2 separate regions of the Rattus norvegicus genome follow, and region 1 is linked to region 2. The links are chromatin contacts, called in public Hi-C maps. All regions are on one chromosome and are shown on one strand. Each heading gives the region's core, a stretch centred on a gene start, on an enhancer-like site or on the middle of the called end of the contact. The rest is flanking DNA. Distances are from core to core; before and after follow the strand shown. Region 1 has its middle 62 kb from the start of Tmem170b. Region 2 has its middle 110 kb from the start of Tmem170b.

The links. A called contact is a pair of places that touch in the nucleus more often than the background predicts.
Region 1: a contact with region 2 is called in a Hi-C map of the A7r5 cell line, with 2.7 times the contacts expected there. The contact joins two enhancer-like sites. A contact is called at or near these places in 4 of 12 Hi-C or Micro-C datasets (the A7r5 cell line, Schwann cells, frontal cortex and 1 more).

Annotation. Positions count from the first base shown.
Region 1 is chr17:23,310,584-23,316,982 of GRCr8, reverse strand. No RefSeq gene overlaps it. Among named protein-coding and RNA genes, the nearest start is that of Tmem170b, 62 kb to the left of the region's middle. Within about 2 kb of position 1,617, at least 45 of the 93 cell types and tissues checked have an H3K27ac peak or open chromatin away from gene starts, as enhancers often do. A contact at or near this core is called in the A7r5 cell line, where this site is marked.
Region 2 is chr17:23,261,201-23,267,238 of GRCr8, reverse strand. No RefSeq gene overlaps it. Among named protein-coding and RNA genes, the nearest start is that of Tmem170b, 110 kb to the left of the region's middle. Within about 2 kb of position 1,633, at least 22 of the 93 cell types and tissues checked have an H3K27ac peak or open chromatin away from gene starts, as enhancers often do. A contact at or near this core is called in the A7r5 cell line, where this site is marked.

The sequences.
Region 1 (6,399 bases), core at 368-2,867, 50 kb before region 2:
CTGTTTCGTTGTAGATGGTTGAAGTTCCTTTGTTTGCTCTATGGGAATATAATTTTATTCTGTCTGAACCCCAGTCCATGGGACAGTGCCACTGACATTCAGAGCGACCTCAGGCCAATCATCTCTAGACGCACTCTTGTGCCTGCGCATGCGCACACACAGCCAAAGGCATACCTCACTAAAGCCCTGATGTTTCTTAAGCCATTCATTTTGACGTTTACAATTAGCTATCCTGTAGTATAAACTTACTTCACAAAGGAGAAAGGGGAGGAAGGGTCAAAAAATATCAACAACAAGGAGCAGATATATTGCATATGCACTGAAAGTTACAAATGCAACTGAAAAAAACAGAAGAGGAATGAAAAACGCAGAGGGCAGTTGCAACGGCAGAGGGAGCATCTCAATAGAAGCTTTGAGTGTAATTTTAATGAGGCAGGGAGAAGAGGAACAACTGAGGCTTTCTATTTCTTGTCATGAAAAATTGATCTTACCAGTCAACGACAAACGTAGGAAATATATTCTTATATATGTCCCGTCCCAATGTGTATATATACACACATATCCATCATCCTAATATTTGTCGGTTAATACTCTAAAGATATTTATGTATGCAATAATATTAATATTTATTTTGTAATTAGATGCCTATGTAATTATGTACGCTGTATGTGTGTACATATACATTTCATAATTTTAATAACATTTCTAAAAAGAATGTGCCCTCAGACATTTGAATATCTCATTCAAGTCAGGTAGCTAGCTAGCTGCATGAGAAATCTCTATCTAGATTCCTTCCTAACGTGACCCAGTTACATCTCTCGGAAGTGTGAACGTGGAAGTCTGTGGTTTTGATCTGTTACTTCGATCAGGATTCATACTACTGTGTATAGACTTTAGCTTGAGGTGAGGTGCTACCGGAAGCAGCAAGGGCTCCTGGGATGCCGCTGATGCCTGAAGGAGGACGGCTGTTGGAGCAGGGCTCCGCCAGTGCCTCATGCCACATACATCACTCCCAGTCTCATACCCAAGTCAGAGTCCTGGCTTCTGTTGTCTTTGAAGGTTTTAGTGCACAAATAAGCAAATAAGAGGCGAGGAATGTCCAGTCATTGTTTGCGGAGTTTCTGGAATTTCGAAGTTAGTTGTTTAGGAAAGGCTTTGCTTCAGTGTTTATCAAACAGCGCAGGCTCATGAATAACTTCCTGGGGTACTGGCCCACATTCTCTGTCTCCTTGGCGTCTCTTGCCCAGCAAGGCTCATTCAGGGCGTCTTCCCAACATCCTGTCTGGGAACGAGCTGCTTTTCTCTGCTTACTAAGCCCCAGTGGTCCTTATTGAAATGGCCTCCTGCCCAGGAAGGGCTGCTGTGGCGCCTGGCTGGAAGTAACCATGGTTTCTAGGAAGACACACACACACACACACACACACACACACACACACACACACAAATGTGCGTGCGTGAGCATGCTGGAAGTCTTGTTCTGAAAAGCCAGAATGTTCTTCCTAAGGAACTTTCCTGACAGGGGAACCAGCAGGTGTTACAGCAACATCTAAAACAGGCCAAGTCAGGGGCAGGGCACACATGTGGAAGTCAGCCAGAACCACAAGCGGCAGCCCTGGTGACTAAGGCAAGTTGAGGTGGCATGGGGATTTTCCATGGGCATAAGAGAACACCGTGTGTGTGGTTGTGTATGTGTGATTGTCTGTGTGTGGTTGTATGTTTGTGTGTGTGTGTGTGGAGTGTATATGTGTATGTATGTGTGTAGAGTGTATGTGTGTGTGTGTGTGTGTTGTATGGAGTGTATGTGTGAAGTATGTGTGTGTTGTATATGTGTAGTGTGTGTGGAGTATGTGTGTGTGTGTGTTTGTATGTTTGTGGAGTGTTGTGTGGAGTGTGTGTGTGATAGTGTGTGTGTGGAGTGTATGTGTGTGAGATTGTGTGTGTGGAGTATGTATATGTGGAGTGTTGTACGTGTGAAGTGTGTGTGTGAGTGTGTGTATGTGAAGTATACGTATGATCATACGTGCATTCAAGTGTAAAACTTACTGAGACATGTTCAAAGCCAGCAGCATTTAAGAGAAAACTAACAGCAGAAATTCATCTAAAAAGAATGTTGCTCACCCCAAGCATGTTCTAAAGCTATTGCGATTCTTTTCACATTTTATTTATTTTTTTTTAAATTTAGAGAATACTTTATTAGTTTTTGTAATCAAACCCACGTAGATAAGACCTTACATATTTAATACAGTGTGTTACCCCTGTACAAATGGAAAAAACTTAAGTTCAACATTTCTAGACCAATATGGCTGTTAATTTCTGTACAGTGCCAACTCAACACAGTAAACGGGGATAATTTTTTCCAAAGTTGACAGCACAGCTAAAGTTTCAAAAAATTCAAATTATATATCTGTATATATATATTTATATTTATATAAAAAGACCAATAATAGCAGTGTGTTATGCATCAACAGCAGCAACAGCTTTTCCAGGTTCTGCAGTCATCTGAACAAAACTGTAGAGACATCCAGCACACTCCATTAAAAAAAAAAAAAGTAAAAAAACAAAACCCAAGAAAACAGCACAGTTCTGTTACTCTTGTGGTACCTGGCACCATTTTTTTTTTTTAATTAGCTTCTCAATCATCATCTGGAAAGAAAACATTCTGAGCAACATCATTAAAAACAGCTCTGATAAAGCACGGTCACTACTATGTATCATAAAGCAGGTACAAGCTATTTTACATCCACAGAGGTATGATACAGTACTGTCCTACATCTATAATACTAGAGGATACAATTTAAAAGGCATTATTTGAGACTTGATTCTACTTTTCCAGCAGAGGGCCCAAAGGATGGTGTGACACAGCTTTGTAAAGAAACATACTCTAGACAGGATTTCCTTTCACTAGTGGCACAGTTCTAAGGATTCATTCTCTCCATGAATGTCAGCTAAAACCGTTATTAAAAAAATGAAATATCCCTAGAACAAAACCGTATAACCACCGGATTCACATGAAGATGACCTAGTGGAGACAAGCTGGACCTCACCTTACCAACAAGCTATCAAATCTGTTATGTTTAAACAGTGAGACCTCCAAGGAAGGAGATGCCAAGTAATGCTTCAAAGCTTCGGACCACAATCAAACACAGCATCCTTTTCAACAGAAGCAGAAGCTCATCTGAATATGCTCAAGGATGCTGACATCAACATTTAATCATCTTCTCACTCATCCAGGAAGAAGGGGAGATCAGTTACTACTGTACTTTATTGTGTTCAACCAAATCACCATGTTACAAAAATAGCAAGCTGTCATAATAAAAAATAAGGCTCCTCTATCCAGCACCAGATAGCATCATTTTACTTTCAAGCCTAGAAATTGCACACTTGTATATAAACCAACCGAAGATGAGGATTGAGAGTTCATCTTGGTGGATTTTTCCTTTGATGAATATGAAGTGTCCTTCCTTATCTTTTTTGATGACTTTTAATTGAAAATTGATTTTATTTGATATTAGAATGGCTACTCCAGCTTGATTCTTCTGACCATTTTCTTGGAAAGTTGTTTTCCAGCCTTTCACTCTGAGGTAGTGTCTGTCTTTGTCTCTGAGGTGTGTTTCCTGTAGGCAGCAGAATGCAGGGTCCTCATTGCGTATCCAGTTTGTTAATCTATGTCTTTTTATTGGGGAGTTGAGGCCATTGATGTTGAGAGATATTAAGGAATAGTGATTATTGCTTCCTGTTATATTCATATTTGGATGTGAGGTTATGTTTGTGTGCTTTTCTTCTCTTTGTTTTGTTGCCAAGATGATTAGTTTCTTGCTTCTTCTAGGGTATAGCTTGCCTCCTTATGTTGGGCTTTACCCTTTATTATCCTTTGTAGTGCTGGATTTGTAGAAAGGTATTGTGTAAATTTGGTTTTGTCATGGAATATCTTGGTTTCTCCATCTATGTTAATTGAGAGTTTTGCAGGATACAGTAACCTGGGCTGGCATTTGTGTTCTCTTAGGGTCTGTATGACATCTGTCCAGGATCTTCTGGCCTTCATAGTTTCTGGCGAAAAGTCTGGTGTGATTCTGATAGGTCTGCCTTTATATGTTACTTGACCTTTTTCCCTTACTGCTTTTAATATTCTTTCTTTATTTTGTGCGTTTGGTGTTTTGACAATTATGTGACGGGAGGTGTTTCTTTTCTGGTCCAATCTATTTGGAGTTCTGTAGGCTTCTTGTATGCCTATGGGTATCTCTTTTTTTAGGTTAGGGAAGTTTTCTTCTATGATTTTGTTGAAGATATTTACTGGTCCTTTGAGCTGGGAGTCTTCACTCTCTTCTATACCTATTATCCTTAGGTTTGATCTTCTCATTGAGTCCTGGATTTCCTGTATGTTTTGGACCAGTAGCTTTTTCTGCTTTACATTATCTTTGACAGTTGAGTCAATGATTTCTATGGAGTCTTCTGCTCCCGAGATTCTCTCTTCCATCTCTTGTATTCTGTTGGTGAAGCTTGTATCTACAGCTCCTTGTCTTTTCTTTTGATTTTCTATGTCCAGGGTTGTTTCCATGTGTTCTTTCTTGATTGCTTCTATTTCCATTTTTAATTCCTTCAACTGTTTGATTGTGTTTTCCTGGAATTCTTTCAGGGATTTTTGTGATTCCTCTCTGTAGGCTTCTACTTGTTCTCTAAGGGAGTTCTTTATGTCTTTCTTGAAGTCCTCCAGCATCATGATCAAATATGATTTTGGAACTAGATCTTGCTTTTCTGGTGTGTTTGGATATTCCATGTTTGTTTTGATGGGAGAATTGGGCTCCGATCGTGCCATGTAGTCTTGGTTTCTGTTGTTTGGGTTCCTGCGCTTGCCTCTCGCCATCAGATTATCTCTAGTGTTACTTTGTTCTGCTATTTCTGACAGTGGCTAGACTGTCCTATAAGCCTGTGTGTCAGGAGTGCTGTAGACCTGTTTTCCTCTCTTTCAGTCAGTTATGGGGACAGAGTGTTCTGCTTTCGGGCGTGTAGTTTTTCCTCTCTACAGGTCTTCAGCTGTTCCTGTGGGCCTGTGTCTTGAGTTCACCAGGCAGGTTTCCTGCAGGGGAAAAGTTGGTCCTACCTGCGGTTCCAAGGCTCAAGTTTGCTCGTGGGGTACTGCCTAAGTCCTCTCCACTGTGGCAGCAACCGGGAAGATCTGCGCCACTCTTTCCGGGAGCCTCCGTGCACCAGGGTTCCAGATGGCGTTTGGTGTTTTCCTCTGGCGCCTGGATGTGCACAGAGTGCAGTCTCTTCTGGTTTCCCAGGCGTGTCCGCCTCTCTGAAGGTTCAGCTCTCCCTCCCACGGGATTTGGGTGCAGAGAACTGTTTATCCGGTCTGTTTCCTTCAGGTTCCGGCGGTGTCTCAGGCGCAGGGATCCTGCCGCTCCTGGGCCCTCCCCTACGGGAACCCAGAGGCCTTATACAGTTGCCTCTTGGGCCAGGGATGTGGGCAGGGGTGGGCAGTGTTGGTGGTCTCTTCCGCTCTGCAGCCTCGGGAGTGCCCACCTGACCAGGCGGTGAGGTCTCTCTCCCACGGGGTTTGGGAGCAGAGAGCTGCTGCGGGCCGGGATCCGAGGGTCTTTTCACATTTTAAAACAGTGATTCTCAACCTGTGGGTTGCCATCACCCTGGGGGCAGGTGTCGAATGACTATTTCGTAGGAGTGGCCTAAGACCAATGGAAAACACCGATACTCATTTTGCAATTCATAACAGTAGCACCATTCCAGTTATGAAGTAACAGAACTTTATGGTGAGGTCGTCACAACATAAGGAACTGTGTCAAGGGTTGCAGCATTAGGAAGGTTGAGAGCCACTGTTTTAATGGGTTACTGGAGAGAATGGGGAGAGCGAACGTAAGGGGCAGGTATGTCCTTTAAATTTACTCTCCATCTCTGAAACACCCCATGCCTTAGATTGGTTTGCTGACAAAACGCCATGACTGAAAGCAATATGGTGGGGAAAGGCTTTATCTCAGCTGACAGGTTCGAGACCACCATCAAGAGACTCCAGGGTAGGAGCTCAAGGTAGGACCCCGGAAGCAGACCCTGAGGCAGAGGCCAGGGAGAGGTGCTGCTTACTGGCTTGCTCCCCAGTGACTTGCTCAGAATTCTTTCTTACAGCACCCAGAACCATCTGTCCAGGGGTGACACCACTCACAACAATGTAGTCTCCCCCGATCAATCACTAATCTAGAAAATGCCCCACCACATAAGACTACACGACGGTCTTATGGAAGCATTCTCTAAACTGAAGTCCCTTCTTCCTGAGTGGCCTAGCTTGTAGCAAGTTGACAAAATCATCATCATCATCACCACCACCATCACCACCATCATCATCACCATCATCATCATCGCCACTGCCGCCGCTGCCGCTGCCACCAC
Region 2 (6,038 bases), core at 384-2,883:
CCTTTCCCCAGATGCACCTGTTTTTATTTAATCCTGGGCTTGCCCAAGCGTGCCATAGGCAGTGGATGGGAAGTTTCACCTAAAAGTTCCCTCGCAGGGTACATGCTGTCTTACAACACACACACACACACACACACACACACACACACACACACACACACACCCCTAAAACCAGTCCAGGGTATCTGCACACTTAACGTGGTTCCAACATATATTTGATCAAGAATGGGGAGGTACTAGGGACTTGTCAGAGGGCCTTAGAGTTGCAATCTGGAGAGGGCTGTGAGTGTAACTCCATGCATGTGGGCTATCCCCACAGTCCACATGCCTTACACTGAAGAGTGCTGGGGCCTGAAGAGGTCACATGTATGTGACACAGATGTCAGTAATGACTGTAATGATGCTTCCCTGTGTTGGGCTTACCACCTATCATCCCGGGCCTTTCACATTAAGGGCTTTATTTCCTTGAAGGGGGGAGATACTCAATTATATGTATTGACTCATTACTGTCCCTCCCGTCACCTGGCAGCTTTATATCACCTGGAGGAGAGGCTGAGAACAGATTATTATCTCCCTGCCCCCCAATTAGGCGCTAACTCATACACCCCCTACCCCATGATGTCGCATAGACTTTCAGGTTCCTATTCATTCCCCAGTATAAAGACTTTTCAGTGGGATCACCTGAGGGCCCTTCAGACTGACCTGAATTCTGGTGATGAACCCAGTGGAGCAAGGAACGCCACAGTACCCCCTGGCTGTTTTTCTGCACTGGCAGTTAGAGCTATGTTTCCTTTGGTCGTTAAAGGGTGCCGGTATCCTAGAGGATGCCTTCACAGCCAGTTTCTCTCTAGAGTGTGAGGCAGACAGACCTTGCCTTCACATAGACTGACATATTCCATGAAAATTGGTTTTGCTCTCTGTTCTGCACATGCCCACACATGTGCAGATTATTTTGCACATAGCTGATCTTATCGATCTTGTAGATGAGGGCGTGAATTTCTCTGATGCGGAATTTGTACTGATTCAAGCAGTCAGTTGGAATCTCAGGGCCTGTGAGGATATCAGACATCATCTCTCCCATTTTCCTCACACTCAGGCGTGGAAGGTTAAGAAGTACGACTCAGTTGGCCGTATCTTCAGACAGATATGTGGGTCTATCTGGGCTTTAGTCAAGGATGAGGAATGCAGGGAAGTTCTTGAAGTCAAAACTAACTACATTAGTATGCACTCACTGTGGGCCAGACACATGAGGAGTGGCCTCAGACTTCCTTGGAATCCTATGTTAGAGTTGGAAGGGCCTAGAGGATGTCTGGACAACTCTCTCTACTTCTATTTTGTGAAATTAATTATTTATAAACCCCCCCCCCATCTTTCTTTTAGCTCAAAAATGAACCTTGCACAAAATGTATTTCTTTTGAAGACAATTAAAGAAAGCTGTGTGTTTAGGAGAACAAATGCTCTCCCAATTGCAAGAACAGAGGCGGCAACTTTTTCACTAAGGAGCGGGCAATGCAAATCCTCTGTATTATGCTAATTTTGGCAAATGACCTACATTGGGGTTTGTTCAGGCCAGACCAACGTGTCGGTGTCAGTTTGGCCAGCAGATGGCAGCAGACGTTTTTATTAGGACAACCCTGTGCTTGACGAAAAGCCTCGTCAGCAGCCTCTTCTAGCAAAAAGGAGCCTTTTAAGTGAGTGGCTCAGAGGGCATTCACCAAAAAACGCTGCAAGCAGGAGCCTTTCTTACCAGGGAGCTCTTGGCAGTCGACCGTGGAAGCGCAGGGTGAGTTATTGCCACAAAATTTGTTAAAAGGAAAGTGCAGATGAGATTAAGGACTGGAAAGAAAACTCCATTGAGTTTCGCATCCTAATTACAATCCAATTTCTCGGCCCACAAACTCCTATCAGCTTTTTTGGGCCCGCAGCGTGGACCTTGGTGCTGAGGAGCCCGACCCAGCTTGTGCCATGTGGCTATGCTTTTGCTATTTGGAAAAGAGCCGACTCTAGGCTATCTAACTGATGGAGCGCTGTTCTGGAGTAGCGCATGCCCTCTTTGAGATGCCTGAGGCGACCGCCATTACTTTTCATTGCCCCTGTTCAGGGTCACCAGAAGAGAATGCTGTGATGCTAACTGTTCTAACACATCCTGACCGATCTACGTCAAGTTCCCATCCTTATTAAACTTTAAAAATGTAGTAAAAAGGTTCATTTGTTCTTTCAATGACTGTTTGCTTTGTGTCCACCATGCCCAGTGCTGTGCTTACAGAAGATTCTAGTCTAGGGAAAAAACCAGCTCCTCATCAAGTCACCTCAGAAACCTAGAGAAGCAAACCCGGGTAGGTTGCTTTGGAGGAAGGAACACGGCCCTGGGGTGTTGTGGAGACTAATCTGGGTTTACAGACTTGATTGAGGGGGGCAGTGTTCCTGGGGCGGGGAATTCGAAGGCTGAGGAGGAATGAGCTGGGTAAAGGGTTAGGGAGAATACTCAGACCAGAGACTAGAAAGTTCTAAGACCTGGAGATGGAAGGAGAGATAGGAGGTGAGAGACACTGGGATGGCCACAGGAAGAGATAGAGTATTGGGGGAGAGAGTGGCCTCTGTTGTGTAAGTGAAGACTCATCATGATTCTCGCACTCTTAAGGCAAATGTACAACACACACACACACTCACACACACACACACACACGCAGACTCGCACACACACACGCAGACACACACGCATGAGAGAGAGAGAAAGAGAGAGAGAGAGAGAGAGAGAGAGAGAGAGAGAGAGAGAGAACACTCTGCTGGCTGCTTTTGTGTAGTCTGTGATATTGTTAGCTTGGAGTTAAATTGGTGCAAAAACATTTTCCAAAAATGTTTGAGTATTTAACTGTCTCCAAGGCAACGAGTTAATACAAATGGACATGAGTACCTTTAGGGACAGCCACTATGAAAAGTCATCACACATATCTGAAAAAGTAAAGCCTTGTATGCATTCTTTTCTCCTTCACTAAGGGGATTTGGGTCTGTGAATTGACCATAATTTAGAAATAATCCCTCTGGTCACTGTAAATTGAGCATCCTGCATCGGAGGATCTGAGCTAGGAAATCAAAACACTTTCCTATCACCAATACAACACCACAGGTATAAAGCTCCTGTTGTTCTTTGCATAAAATTGTTTAAGGCATTGTATAATTTTACTATCAGTGTACAGTGCATAAGGTACACCTGACAATGGCATATACACTTAGACTCGGGCCTTAGTAACCCAATACAGTAGCTAAATACATGCAAATATTTTATACTCATACAAATATCAGGAATCTAAATCGTTTTTGTCCTCAGCATGCTGTATAATGAATGTCATTAAACTTTGAAACAAAACATGTCTCGTGAGTACAGTTGGTGTGATGATTCATCTCAACCAGTTTACTTGTCAACTTGACACAATCTAGTATCACTAGGGGAAAGAGTTTCAAGAAAGGATTGCTTACATCAAGTTAACCTGTGAGTGTGTCTGTAGGGGCCGGTCTTCATTCTGTCAGTGTGGGAAGGCACAGCCCGCTGTGAGCAACACCATTCCTAGGCAGGGGATCCTAAACTGCGCATGTGTCAGGAGTACTAAGCCTGAGTGGATGTGCATGAATTCATTCTCTCTGCTCTTGACTGTGGACACGAGAAGTTGCTTCAAGTCCCTGCTGTGACTTGCCCTCAGCAGTGACCTGTGACCTGTAATCAAGAGAAACAAATAAAACCTTTCTCCTCTAAAAGTTGCCTTTGTTGGGTGTTTGTCATAGCGATGGGAAGGAATCTAGGACAATGGTGTTTGATCTCCAGCTGGTGGCGAACTTACAACGAGATACTTAGGAGTGGTTCCTTCAACTTTGAGCATCTCTCTTGAGGGTCTCAGAGTATCCTCTGGTCCTTGGCTTTCTCATCCCAGCCCAAGGGTTTGCATTATTCCTCTTCCCTCTCGTAGTTTCAGTTCATTTGCATATACCTAGACAAGAGACTAGGAAATGCCCTTAATGTACTGCAAGGCTCCCGACACTAAGTCCTGATAGCTCGATAGTCTTAAGATTATGGAATGAAATAGATGCTGAGTTACCCCTGAAGCCCACCTCCACATACACGGTGAGCCCAGGGTTGCCCATCATCCATACACTGCAGATGTTGACATGAACTGCGGCTCAGGAGAGCCACACCTATCTATGATAAGGAGGAAGGAATCAGAAATGAGAGGAGAGGGTCCCCTCACACAGCTTCCCGATCAGCAGCCAACCCAGTTTACTTAGCTAGGGCCATAACCCCAGCGAAGATTGGAAAGGCATTGGACTACAATTTTAGGTCAGGTGTAGGGACACAGGCTTGGAATCCTGTGAGGATCCTTGAGAGGTTGAGGCAGGGGAATCAAGAGTTTTAGATCTGGTCTATATAATGAGAAACTATGTATAAAAACATGGTTTTAAAAATTATTATTCAGAATTTTAGTAAGAAATAGATGATCAATGTCAATCTCTGAAACACACAATTATTCTTCCTTATCACTTAAATAATACTTAAAAAAGAGAAAGAAAGAAAGAAAGCAGGAAGTAAAATGGTCCAGTAAGGGAGATCAGGAGCACTGAGACATGACCTGAGTTTTCAGCAAATTAAGACTCAAGAGTTTCTGCCTCCGTCATTGTAAGCTTCCTTCCCTTTTGGACCAATGTGATTGGATTGTAATTTACACTAAATAGAATGCACCCATTTTTAAAGGTCCAGTTAGTAAATTTTCCTGAGTACCTACAGCAAGGCGCGGAACCTTCCCATCAACCTCCACATTCCACTCTTGCCCCGCCGCCTGGCAGCCTTCTTGCAGTCCCCAACTCTAGGTAAACTGGCCTGCTTCCTGTCACCTCAGGTCAGATTAGCCTGTTCCATAAATCCATGTAAGCAGAGCTGCACAGATGAATTCTCTTGGGTCTGGTTTGTTTTATTTAGTACACCTTTGAGATTTATCCACGCTCTCGTATGCGCCATACTTCATTTTTATTACCACGGTTCATTATACGCTGAGGCCACTGTTTGTTCATTCACCTCTTGAGAGGCCTTTGGTGCTGCTCTCTTAGGCACTGTGAATATTCATGGAACTGTATTTTTTAGGGGGTGATGGGGATGATAAAACACATACACACACACAAACAAATTCAATTTTTCTAATAGAGCTACGTGAGTTATTTATCCTTAAACATCTGCTTTTGGAGATAAACATGTGTAGAACATAGATTTAATCCTGAGATACATGTTTGCAATAATTGACACCATCAAAATCATGTACATGTTGTTGAGAGGCCTGTGACTCGACTTACTAACCACAGAGTCTAGCCCCAGGGATCCAAGCTGCCCAAGGATCTGTTTCTTGGACTCTCTGCAGTCCCACCATCCTGGTTTCTCTATTTTCCATCTGTGTGGCTTTCCCTATTTAATTATTTGTATGTGTAGATTTACACACCTCTAATGTGCAGATCATAAAGCCAAACATTACATGTTCTCGCGCATATGTGGATGTGAGCTTTGGGCCTTTAGATATATATCCTTCATTAGGAATACCTACAGATACCAGGAAACTAGTAAGGAGCCATATGGGGAGGAGAGGAGATAGAATAGAGTGCAATAGAGTAATGGAATGGGAAGGGTTAAATGGGGTTAGGAGTTCAGAAGGGAATATAAAGAGGGATAACTAGCCGTAAAGGCTACACGGAAACCTACTATTGTAGACGCTTCCTGAAATACATACATACATTTTAAAACACTTAAATGGAATTACCCTATACTGGGGAGGGAGGGATGATACTCCAACTAAACACGACATGATAGAAAATAAAAATCTCAGGAACAGGTTACTTCTTTTTGAGTTGTTGACCAACAACTTTTTGAGTGAGGTCCCACAGGCACCCAAATATAACAAGGCGACTACAATTGCTCTTACTCCAGAACTTGACAGTATGTCTCTACTGCTGAGACAGATGGTGGTTGCCTTAATCCCAGATCTCAGGAGGCAGAGGCAGGCAGA